Regions from separate parts of the Mus musculus genome. Here region 2 is linked to region 1. A link is a contact called in public targeted proximity ligation data. All regions are on one chromosome and are shown on one strand. The core of a region is the stretch at or near the end of the contact, and the rest is flanking DNA. Distances in the headings are between cores, read along the strand shown.

The links.
Region 2: a targeted proximity ligation map of embryonic basal ganglia shows a contact between it and region 1, with 4 times the contacts expected there. A contact is called at or near these places in 1 of 484 Hi-C or Micro-C datasets (liver) and 1 of 130 datasets of targeted methods (embryonic basal ganglia).

What each region holds. Positions count from the first base shown.
Region 1 is chr19:15,197,677-15,203,803 of GRCm38.p6, reverse strand. No RefSeq gene overlaps it. Among named protein-coding and RNA genes, the nearest start is that of Gm46645, 140 kb to the left of the region's middle.
Region 2 is chr19:15,611,490-15,617,616 of GRCm38.p6, reverse strand. The region is part of intron 2 of Gm31594 (a long non-coding RNA gene); the gene reads right to left. Among named protein-coding and RNA genes, the nearest start is that of Gm31594, 15 kb to the right of the region's middle.

The sequences.
Region 1 (6,127 bases), core at 2,129-4,628:
AATGTAAATGAAGAAAATACCTAATAAAAAATAAAAAAAATGAAACACAACAATACAAAAAAGGTGATCATGTTTCATCATTACCTTTATGGAATGAGCTCTGAAAGACTTAGTAAAAGAAGGATAAACAATATATCCCTTTTATTGTAACCACTTACATCAGAACATGTTTAATCATTCAATGCCTCAATGTCTCATAATACATAGTCTGAAATAGAACCCTGGACAGTAAAAAGTTTCCAAGATGTCTAACAATTAACACTTTGATACTCTATAAGCCAAAGCAACTTGATAAACATAACCAATAGCAGATAATGTTCCATTAAGTAAACCAGATGCTGCTATAAATTGCTGTAAGTCTCAAATTCCTTTCTTGGAATGTCTTGGAAATTTTCTTCTACCTATATTTTTTTAACTCACTTAGAAAGAGAAACAGAAACTGACTTTTAATATATTGTATAGAATGTGCTTTCTTCTAATTTGGCTATGGCACATTCATTTGCATAGTTTTAAGATTTTTTTTTGGAATGATTACGAAAGTAACACCACAAAGCAACCATAGTTATTCAGGGACATTTTGACTCATCCTGGTTCTTATCATAACTTTCATATGTAAAGAAGCTTGGAGATTTGGGTGAGAATGATTTATCCATAAAGCAGTTATGGATGGCATGTGGCTACTGGGCAAAAATATACAGTCTCTGTCTTGGTCATAACTGTTATATGCTATGCTCCAGTGGCTGAAGAGTTGTCACATGTATATCTTCACAATGTGAACACACACACACGTAGTCATTTAGTAATAATTCTCTAATGCCTGAGGGTAAATGTTTCATGAATATAGATTTCATTCTTTCTAATATTAAAGTTTCTCACTCCTAACTGCAAACAATACCTGAATATTCTTCTAATTTCCAACAACTTCCACCATGCATCTGCTGCTTGGTTGTCAATTGGTAGAAATAACTATGAAATCCATAAATAGCTATATACTGTTTATATTACCATATTAGTGGATGGAACGGACCCTTACTGGTTGGAACCTGTATATTCTACAATGTAATTATAATAGGTAAGTAAAATAAGACACCTAAATTTACACATGCACAAGTTTGTATGTATGTATGTTTTGTATTTAGTATGTATGGGGAGTATGTATGGATGCATGTATGTGTATACATATATATATATACATAATATATATATTATGGGTATGTATGTGCATACTATAGCATGTGTATATGTGTATGGAGGTCAGGGAACAATTTGGGAGAGTTAGCTCTCTCCTACCATATGTGGGCCCTGGATATTGAACCACCTTTCCCTTATGGTGTGCTCTAGGTTGTATATGGGCTCTTTTTCTACTCTACTATGGGTATGGGTGCATAACTGGCCAAGCACATACGTTTCTAATGTAAGAATAGACATTCTAGGATGTTTCTGATCTGTGTGCCCTGTTGTGTGTGTGCCTCAGTGCGGCTCTGGAAAGATCACATCTAAGAACAGGGACTGACGATATTTACAGGGGCGGATGGCACTGGCTTTCTTCTGCTGTGTACAGAAAGCAGAATTTGATTCTGTGAACACTATTTGTGTGCCTGGTAACTTGAGAGTAGTAGGTCATCAAATAGGCATGTGCTAGGCATTTAGGAAAGGCTGCCTAAGCAGTCAGTGATGTGTATATGAAACAAAGACATGCAATTATGTACCTAGTCTTGAGAAGTTTGTAAGGTAAGAGGTGAACCCATGGGAAAGAATGTCTGTAACTCAGTTATTCTGAGCAGCAAAACTTCCAGTAATCTTATTCTTACTTAATGTCTCCATGGATAGGATATTACCATATTGATATTTTAAGGAGAGAGAGAAAAAACATAATAGGTAAAAATATCCTTAGTTGGGGTATGTGAATTAGGAGCACCACCTTCATGAATGTGCACTTTTTTATAAACTAATGAATGAGCTTCAAAATGTTTGCATTTTCTAAGTTTTCTCTCCAGTAATGAAACATCACGAAGACAGACTTCCCTAGGGATATACTCTACACCAAACACCAAGTGTCACAGATGCCAGGGTTTGCTGGAGGATTTATGCTTGCTATTTTAGCATAGCTTGTCTTCTTTTGATTTTATTTTTCTATAACAGATCAATAAATTTTACCTGAGAAATAAAGCAATTCTGTGGAAATCAATCTCCGATGCTGATTTATTCTGAGTGGTTTGCGTCCAGTGTGTGGGAGATAGATAATTCACAAGCTCTGTCTGCAATTTGTCTGCCAATGGGGTCTTGAAGCCTGGCCAGACAACAGTTGTTTCTAATCCTCTTCTTTGTCTCATCCCCAGGGAGCCTTTATTCAGCTTGTTTGTGGAGAAGATTTGGGCAGTTAGCGTTTGGGAAGAGGAAGTTAGAGAAAGCAGGAAGAAGGGGGTAGTGGGAAAGAGGAAGGGAGGAAGGGTGTGGGGGTGTGTTTGTGTGTGTGGGTGTGTGTGTGTGTGTGTGTGTGTGAGAGAGAGAGAGAGAGAGAGAGAGAGAGAGAGAGAGAGAGAGAGGAGGGGGAAGGGCCAAGAGAGAGAAGGAGACAGAAGAACTAAAAGCAAGAGAAAATCTTGATTTAGTCTGATGAGACCAGTGTTTGCTGTGCATGTTAGGGGTGGATGTTTCCAATCAGAATTAAATAAGCAATAATGGCGGGTTAGCAAAAGGTCTTGGTTCATTAAAGGAAATGTGGTAATTTTCTCAACTGAGGTAGAAGCTCACAGGAGGAAGCCCCACAAACAGTCATAATGGGTGACTTCACAGCTGTCTTCTGCAGCCACACACATTTTTAATATGGAGGGGAAATGCAGAGTAGCATAGCAGTCATCTTCCCTTTGTCTTCTATCTCAATGGGTGTAAACACGCAGGTACAGAAACACACCAGGCGGATCTTTAATGATTAAGCCTTCAGATTTAGTTTCTCGGAGACACATTTAAAAGTAATAAAATGTACAAAAAGAAAAAAAAAAGCCCTGCAACAACAACAACCCCCCTCCCCCCAAAAAAACAACCCTCCAAGGGTCAAACTAGCAAAAGGAATGGCCCTTTAAAGGGCTTTTATCTCCTGCCCATCATCTCAAATTGTCTTGTTTACCCCTCTGAATCCCGATCAGGCACCATTACTGCACTCAGTGTCCACAGCACTCTTGTGAAGGGAAAATTAATTCTGAATTACTGGCCCCATAACTGCCTGCTTTTTCACATTATCTGTCAGGAAAATAAGCAGACAATAGCCAGCTAAGTGGATTTCTGCTAGCTGCCATTCAAAGAAGAAGGGACAGGTGTTCAATGGGGGCTTCTTTCTTTCCTCAACTGCTATTTAACAATACGTAGAGGAGGAGTTTAATTGCCTGCTCCCACCTGCACCCTTGTCATTTCTTGGTTTTATTGGTTTTAATGAAAATATTAAGTGCACTCTAGGAACAGTGGCAAAGTGACATTTTGATTGAAACACACAAGGAAAAAAATGTAGAACAGAAGCAGGCACGGTTACAATGCTAATAGAAACTAAAAGAGGGAATATCTAGCACAACATTTCAGCTATTGTTATACAAATAGGTGGTCCTTAGGTGAAGGACTAACAAAAATGAATTCAGTAAAGAGCATTTTGCCTTAGCTACTGAACTTTTAATTTTTTCATAGACGAATAATGTGCTTGGTCCGTGATGCACTTTCTCTTATTAGATGTCCCTGAGGTGACATCTGCTATTGTATAAATATGGCTTGTTCCCACCAAAGTCATATTTGGTGAGGTTTGGTCCTCAGGATAGTAGTGCTAAGACATATTGACGATCTAGGGGGTGATTACATTTAAATGGATTAGCATATTTTCCTGGCTGCCACAGGACTAGGCAGGTTGCCTATCCTGAGAGTGGGTCTTTATCTGGCACATCATGTGTCTCTAGCCCACATTCACCCACTTTCCTTCTGCTTTTATGAAGCCCTTCCAGAAGCTAGATTTACACAACCATGACTCCAAATCAATCACTTTTCTTTATATGTTACTAAGTCTCAGGCATTCTGTTACAGAACAGAAAAGAGACTAAGAGCATTTGTGGTCAAGCACAATTGAAATATCTTTTTCTTGTCTGGGATTGACGTTAATGGAGTTTCTAGAGAGAGTTTGAATTTATTGACATGATTCATTGCATCTGAACTTGGTAAGAATCAGCTAGAACAGTATTTACCTGAACCCTGTTCCTAGACTCAGTGTACTGAAAAGTCAAACAAGTCGCCAGCCCCAGGCCACCTTGGGCATGAACTCGGGTAGACAGTCCTATGGTTCCCAGAGGAATGGTTCCCACACTGCAGGCACCCTAGCACACCAAGGATCTTGGGATCACTGGTGAGTGGAACACAACATCTGTTCCAAAACAACCAGGAGGGAACTGTGCCAGCAGGAACAGGGACACAGGAAACCTGCCCGACCAGCGGCTAGGGTTTGTTTTGGTCAGCGCCAGCCCCTGGCCACCTTGGGCATGAACTCAGGGGACAGTCCCAGGGTCCCCAGAGGACTCTCCACACAGCAGGCGCCATAGAACACCCAGGATCTTAGGATCACTGAGGAAAGTAGACCTCCAGAGAGGGCTCTGACCCCAAGACCCAGGTGAGAGTGCCTTCTTGTATCCCAAGTCTCTCAGAGACAAGTTTGCACAGGAGAGTGCATAGGCCACAGAAGCAACAGAGCTTCTTGGACAGGGTCCCTTCTGGCCTTCATCCTCAGCCAGGAGGCAGAGCTGAGTGCCAGACCTCTGTGTACCTTCCCTGCAATGGAGAGCTTGCCTGCAGAGAGTGCTCTGACCACTGGGACTCAGGAGAGAGTTGGACACCCAGGAGTGCTGACCGAGGCTAACAGAATCACAGGAGGAACAAACTCCAGCCAGAGACAGCTAGAATATCTAACACCAGAGATTACCAGATGGCAAAAGGCAAACATAAGAATCTTACTAACAGAAACCAAGACCACTCAGCATCATCAGAACACAGTACGCCTACCACAGCAAGTCCTGGATACCCCAACACATGCAAAAAGCAAAATTCAGATTTAAAATCACATCTCAAGATGCTGGATTTTAAGGAGGGCATTAATAACTCACTTAAATAAATACAGGAGAACACGGCTAAATGGATAGAAGTACTTAAAGAGGAAACACAAAAACCCCTTAAAGAATTACAGGAAAACACAATCAAACAGGTGATGGAATTGAACAAACCATCCAAGATCTAAAAATGGAAGTAGAAACAACAACAACAACAAAAACAAACAAAGGGAGACAACTCTGGAGATAGAAATTCCAGGAAAGAAATCAGGAACCATAGATGTGAGCATGAGGAACAGAATACAAGAGATGGAAGAGAGAGTTTCAGGTGCAGAAGATTCCATAGACAACATGGACACAACAATCAAAGAAAATGCAAAATGCAAAAAAAAAAAAAAAAAAAGAGAGAGAGAGAGAGATCCTAACTCAAAACATCCAGGAAATCCAGGACACAATAAGAAGACCAAATCTAAGAATAATAGGTATAGATGAGAATGAAGATTTTCAACTTAAAGGGCCAGCAAATATCTTCAACAAAATTATAGAAGAAAACTTCCCTAACCTAAAGAAAGAGATGCCCATGAATATACAAGAAGCATACAGAACTCCAAATAGACTGGACCAGAAAAGAAATTTCTCCTGACACATAATAATCAGAACTACAAAATGAACTAGATAAAGACAGAATATTAAAAGCAGTAAGGGGAAAAGGTCAAGTAACATATAAAGGAAGACCTATTAGAATTACATCAGACTTCTCACCAGAGACTATGAAAGTCAGAAGATCCTGGACAGAGGTTATACAGACCCTAAGAGAATACAAATGCCAGCCCAGGCTACTATAGCCAGCAAAACTCTCAATTACCATAAATGGTGAAACCAAAGTATTCCATGACAAAACCAAATTCACACAATATCTTTCCATGAATCCAGCCCTTCAAAGGATAATAAAGGGAAAACTCCAACACAAGGAAGGGAATTATGCCCTAGAAAAAACAAGAAAGTAATCCTTCAACAAACCTAAAAGAAGACAGTCACAAGAACAGAATCCCAAC
Region 2 (6,127 bases), core at 1,562-4,061, 410 kb before region 1:
AAACTCATGGTGGGTGGGTTGAAGGAGAGGAGACCCTGACTCTTTTCAGCCTGTGTGAGGAAAATTGATGAATAATTTCCTTAGGTTTTCACAAACCAAGGCTGAGAATTCAGATACCATAAAATTGTTGTACCCTCAGTTTCTGGGTTGCTGTGTCTACATGTCCACACTGGCCCTGCCTGCCACACAGTCTTTTACATATAGTCAGTCAGCTGTACCATCTGCCCCAGAACCAAGTAATTTCCTGCCTACCCTCACTAGCAACATATGCAACACACTGTTTCTCTAATATACAAAATGTCAAAAGATTGCTCTAAGGTGCAAACAAGTCATCAGATGTCTATGTTTCCACGGCAATTAAATAGTCACAACATGGCAGTCCAGAGAGAAAGCTTCCAGAAGTCACCGTGTGCAAAGGCAGTCACTGGCTCTGGGTGACGTTATTTATCGCTCTAGTCCCTGTCTGTGGCAAGAAAACGAAGTCCATGAGGTAAAGACTGGAGATGCTGCAGTCTCTTGCTTTCCTATCAAATTTGCCCTACATTTAAATTTAGACCTTGTAGTTTTTGACATCAAATGGAGGGAAGATTTTTCTTACCTTCTCTCTGATGTCTAATCAACCCTATGGCTGACTGTAAGGCAGGGTGGCCTGTGATTCAAAATATTTACTGGGAAGTGGTAGGGCCAAAATCAGACAGGAAGCAGGTGTGTTAAATCCTCCAGGAAAATAACTTCTCCCTTTTCTCAAATTAATTTGGCAACAACAGAGCTGATTTGACCCTTAGGTGGCATGGTTTCTGGACCATCGAGGAATACTCTTTTGCATATTAAAAACAGTCTCCTTTTAGTGTAAGCTGCTTAGTGACCTTTGGTCTCAGTGGGCTAAGCAGAGGGTTTCAGGATGGGGAGCTTGGAGATCAGTGGAGGCAAACAGGAGAACCTGGGTGGTGGTGGACACAGAGAAAATCAGCAGTAGAAATGGGGAGGGGAGGAGGACGTATCTACAAGGGGCAGCGTGGAGCTTGTTCTAGGAGAAGCCCCGCAGAATGTACCGTTTTGCCTGTGAATACTCCTTCAGGCTGGATCGGATTGGTGGTGTGAGCGGTTAGCTAAGGCAATTCAAAAGTGAATGGAAGGATGTATTCTTTATTCTTGTTTTCATATTAGTCCCTGCTCCATACATCCTTGGCCAATATATCACCCTTTTTTCCTGAATTCTCATCCCCTCATTCGTCCTTGCAAATGTCCTGTTCAACTGCTCTCCATTTTTATACGTAGTAGATGCCAGGTACTCTGGATTTGAGGATGAAAAACATTTCAAAAGCTTTTCAGATAACCATGGAACTATTATTCAGAAAAAAACATCCTTTTCTTTAAAATGTTAGCCTGTATAGTGGAAATTTTAAATGTTTCTATGTTTAGTATAAATAATATTAGAAAGCATTAATGTTTTAAACCTGTGATTCTCATAGTTCCAGGAACTACCCAAGGATTTGGCCAGCATCTAGTTCAGTGGGTCCAAGGTGGGCCTAGACGCTATGCTTTTCTCACTTGAGGAATACTGACCTGCTGGGACCACTTTGACGGACAGGGCTTTATCCTATGCTATTGTATGGCATGGTTCTAACAGGAAAAGAGAAAGTGCTTACTGTGACAGGGGTCTCTAATAGTTTAGGAGAGGTGTTGAGACATGTCACTGTGAGACTCTGGGCAGGGACTCTGTTGCTGAGGCACCGTTTCCTGTTTCCCGCCGTCTGATTGGCAGTCTTCAGGAGCACACATGGTGTCCAGGGCACCAGGATGCAGGTTTCCTCCTAAGAGAGGAATCAATCCTGGCCTGCATCACTGTTTTGAAACATCACAACTGAAATGGCTTTTATGTTGCTAAAAGAAGAAGAGGAGGAAGAAGAAAAAAGGCACAGCTTTTGAAGGGGAAAAATAGTTTTCCGATAACCCCCATTAACTACAGGGGTCATTGTGGCAGAATGAATGGGGTTAGAAATCTGCTAAAAGCTGCAGTATATGGTACGCGGTGACTGACAAGCCTTTTGCTGAGTAGTTACAAATGGGACTAATGGTTTAAACTTGTTAGTCATTGTCAGAGCTCTGATCCTCGAGTCAGCCATGGAAGCTATGGCAGAAATCGATAAGGCGCCACTTTCCGCAGTGAACTGCTCGACCATATAGATTGCCTGAAGGGAAATGCTGAGTTCCCTCCCAGGCTGTCAGATGAAAGCGGGCAGCTAAATCTCCAGGAAGATTGACCACATTGCTCGGGGCAATTAGGCCTTTCACCACTTTGAGCAGCCGATTATAAAGGCATGGGGAAGGGGGCAGAGGCCAGAAGCCATCTTGGAGCCTTCTGAGCTGGTGGGGCATTTCTTCCCTCCTGGGTTAAGACTTACATGTTTGGGGTTGCCGCTGGCCTGGCCCCTCCTCTTTCCCTGTATTTCCTTCAGCAGCTGCAATGGGAGGCCAGGCAGCCGTAGCCCTTGGTTGCTGATGGACTGTACCGGCAGCTGAACTCCATCAGTCCTCCGTGCACAGCCCAGGCTTCCCATTGGGCTCAGTTCAAAAACAATCAGGTCCCATTGTTCAGAGCCTTTTTGGGCAGAGCCTTGCGAGGGTGCCAAAATCATCAGGCAAAAAAAGAAAAGTGCTTGTTCTCGAAACAATGACAGACAAGCTGCAGATTGGCAGCAGGCTGTGAGGGGCCAAGTGGCCCTGCAGGGCTGGGCTCTGACAGGAGCCCGTGTCTCACGTACAGAAGGCCTCCCAGTTCCCTGCAGTCCAGATGTACCAGAGGAGAGGAGCCTTGGGAGATGGCGAAGCTTGGCTTTTCTGTTTCAAGGCAGGGTGGAGTGGCTCAGGCCTTGCTTATAGAGTTTCTGGCTTCCTGCTTCATCTGCTCAAATCTCACCGGTGAATGCCGATGGTTTCTATTGTCCCCAAGGCTGAGCATCAACCTCTCCTACCTAAAATTAGCCACAGATTGACTTCTTTAATTTTTCTCTCCTTTTCTTGCCCCACCTGGCGCCTTTTCTGCTACCTTTAAGTTGCATCATGAACCCTGGCTTTCTAGGTATTGTTTAGCTGGCAAGGCAAGATGCTGTAGAATTGCCCCTAATTATTGCTTTTGGGGAGGGCTGTCCATCCTAGTTTCAGACCACTCACTGTCCTGATCAGTGCAGCTACTGATGCAGAGTGTTGAAAAGTTTGTCTTACAAAGTTTGCTTGGCAGCTGGTGACAGGAAGAAGGGTTTACATGTTAAAGATACGGATGTCAGAACAAAACACTGATTGGTGTTCCTTAGGAAACAAAGGGTGGTTGTGGGATGCCATAGCGGTGGTCTTTTCCATGGAAGGGATGACGGAGGGGATTGCTGCCATTTTCTGCGACAGGGGAAGAAGAGCTCTGGTCTCATGGGCAGTTCTAATGGGTTATTTCTTGGCTCATCTTCAGTTCACTATACAGCCATGGGATGTCATCCATTATTAAGGAAGCTTCATGTCACTCATTCCCAGGATGGATTGGCCACCTAATGACATCAAAGGGAGTTGTAAAATGTAGACCAGCAGAAGTAAGCCCTCATGTGCTTTGAGTTCAGGGGTGAAGGTACATCCACTGAGGTAACATATGCACTACTTGTGGGATGGCATGTCACCATGTTCAGGTAAAAGCATAAGGGACGACCCCTCTGCCACTTCACTCCATTTTGCTGTGAACCTAAAACTGCTCTAAAAAGTAAATTCTAGCTGGGCATTGTAGCACACATGACATTTGAACACCCGGGCACCCAGAAAGTAGAGGCAAGAAGATGAGGACATCAAGGCCAGCCTTGGCTACACAGTGATTTCAGAGTCATTCTCAAGCTACATAAAATCCTGTCTTGCCCCAACCCCAAACAAAAGGTGTCTCTGTGTGCGCGTGCGCGAGTAAAGCTCTACTTAAAAAGACAGGAAATACCCATCTGAACGACAACAAGAACATCAGCAACAAACCATCAAACCAAATAGAGCAAAATGCAAGGGGGGTGGATATAAAGCACACCCAGACCATAATTAGGCACACAAGCCGAGTGGAAGGAAGCAACTGATTTGACTGGAGTATCCTCCCATGATGTGAATGAACCTGACCTCCAACTTCTTTTACTGTGTTAAATGAGAATTATTTTGCAAACTAAGAACACTTTTTTAGGTGTCTGGTGAATTCCTTTAGACATATAACTGACCACAGGGAATTATCTAGAACTTACGGAATTTTGAGAAAAACTCAGGAAGACAATTGCTTTAATAATTAGCCTCTCAGCTGGCGTTTTAAAGACAGCTCTACTGATGACACAGCATAGGATTCTAGTACTGAGCCTTCACTCTACCCTACATGCTTTTGAGCTCTATATATTTGCCCCTTTTCCTTTCCTGCAATATGGAGATGGAATTTCTTTACTCCCAAGCCTCAAGTGTCTGTGGTCAGCAGAGCAAATGTCTGTCCTATGGTCTGCATCTTAATTCCTGCATCTGAGACTATGCTATGCTTCGTGACCGAAGGGACTTTGTAGCTAGAAGGATGATGGTAAAACACAGAGGTTCGTCTGGATTATCCAAGTGAGAGAAGAGGTATGGGAAATAGCTCTAAGTGTTTTTTTCTTTGAGTTTGCTTGCAAAAGTAGAGAATGTTACTAGATAAGCTTAGAAGAAAGGGTTTCCCAGAATTAAAAGGAACCATGGTGATTGATCTTAGCTTAATAAAAGAAGTTGATCTCAGTGTAATGAATGCCAAGATTCACATCACAGAGTCCTTGAAAACTTTTCCTTGTGACTCTGTAAAACATTACTACCTGTGAGGAACCTCCACTTCACAGAACGTTCCCTTCAAGAAACGCACAGCCCTATGATAGAGATGGCTCAGTGGTTAAGAGCACATGTTACTCTTCCAGACTACCCAGGTTGGGTTCCTAGACCTATAGTGGATGGCTAGAACTGCCTGTGACTCCTGGTTCAGAGGATCTGATGCTCTCCATTGGTATTCATGGGAACTGCCCAAATACCATGCACATCAAGACAAAACAGGCACACGTATGAACATACATGTACAATTTTTTTAAAATCCTAAAATAATTGTATACTCCTAGCTCTTAAATAACTTACATGAAATCATATCATGTTGTCTCATACTGCCCACTAGTTAACTCCTTTAATAATCAAGACATTGAGGCCCAGATGACTTCAAATGCATTTATTATTGAACAGAATAAGGATTCTTCCTATTTTGTTGAGGACAGGGGCCTGATTTTGGGGGCCACGTTCAGGACTCTATCTAGAGAGATGGGTCAAAATATTTTGGGGAATATGTCAGTATAAATTAAGATAGCTTCATGAGACTCAGTGGATAAAGTGTCTAGACTGATAATACTATTTTTTGGTTGTGAGCCTAGCCTTTAGTGCCGAGCCATATCTCTAGCTCTTGATAACCCTATTTTGATCCCTGGGACCCACAGAATGGAAGAAGAGAACCATTCCTGTAAGTTGTTCCTCTGACTTACTTACATACACTCACTGTAGTATACTCCCCAAATAAATTTCAAAATGCAATTAAAAACCAGCTTCATGGAGTATATTTTATTAGTATTTTTACTGCTTTGTCCCCTGATCAGTATATAACTTACAGTTGCTACTAAATATATGCTTGTTGGTTCAATTAAATCAGCTTATAATAACAGACACCAGAAATGAGTAAATTAGAAATCATAAAAAACAACTTGGATAATAAAATTTGGCTCATCACCTTGTGAAAAAGACATACTTTAAATATAGCGGGATTTCTTCTGCCCAGATATGTAAGTGCAACACATCTTAAGGGAACCTGTGCTTTCCAGAAGGGCTGCAGGTAAAGGATAGAGGAAACCTGTGATCTCCGTGAGAAACCAAGAGGTCACTGCCTGTTACTGAAGAGAATTTAGGACTTCTCTGCTTGAAGGCAGATCTAATGAGTCCATGTAGGGAGCTGTAACCTCCCTGTAACACAGGCTATGGACCTTGCACAATTAATCAGTGTTATGGCATAACAGCTCAAATATGGAAATTCTAAAGGACCTACATGTTGACAAATGGCCAATTTATGCTAAGA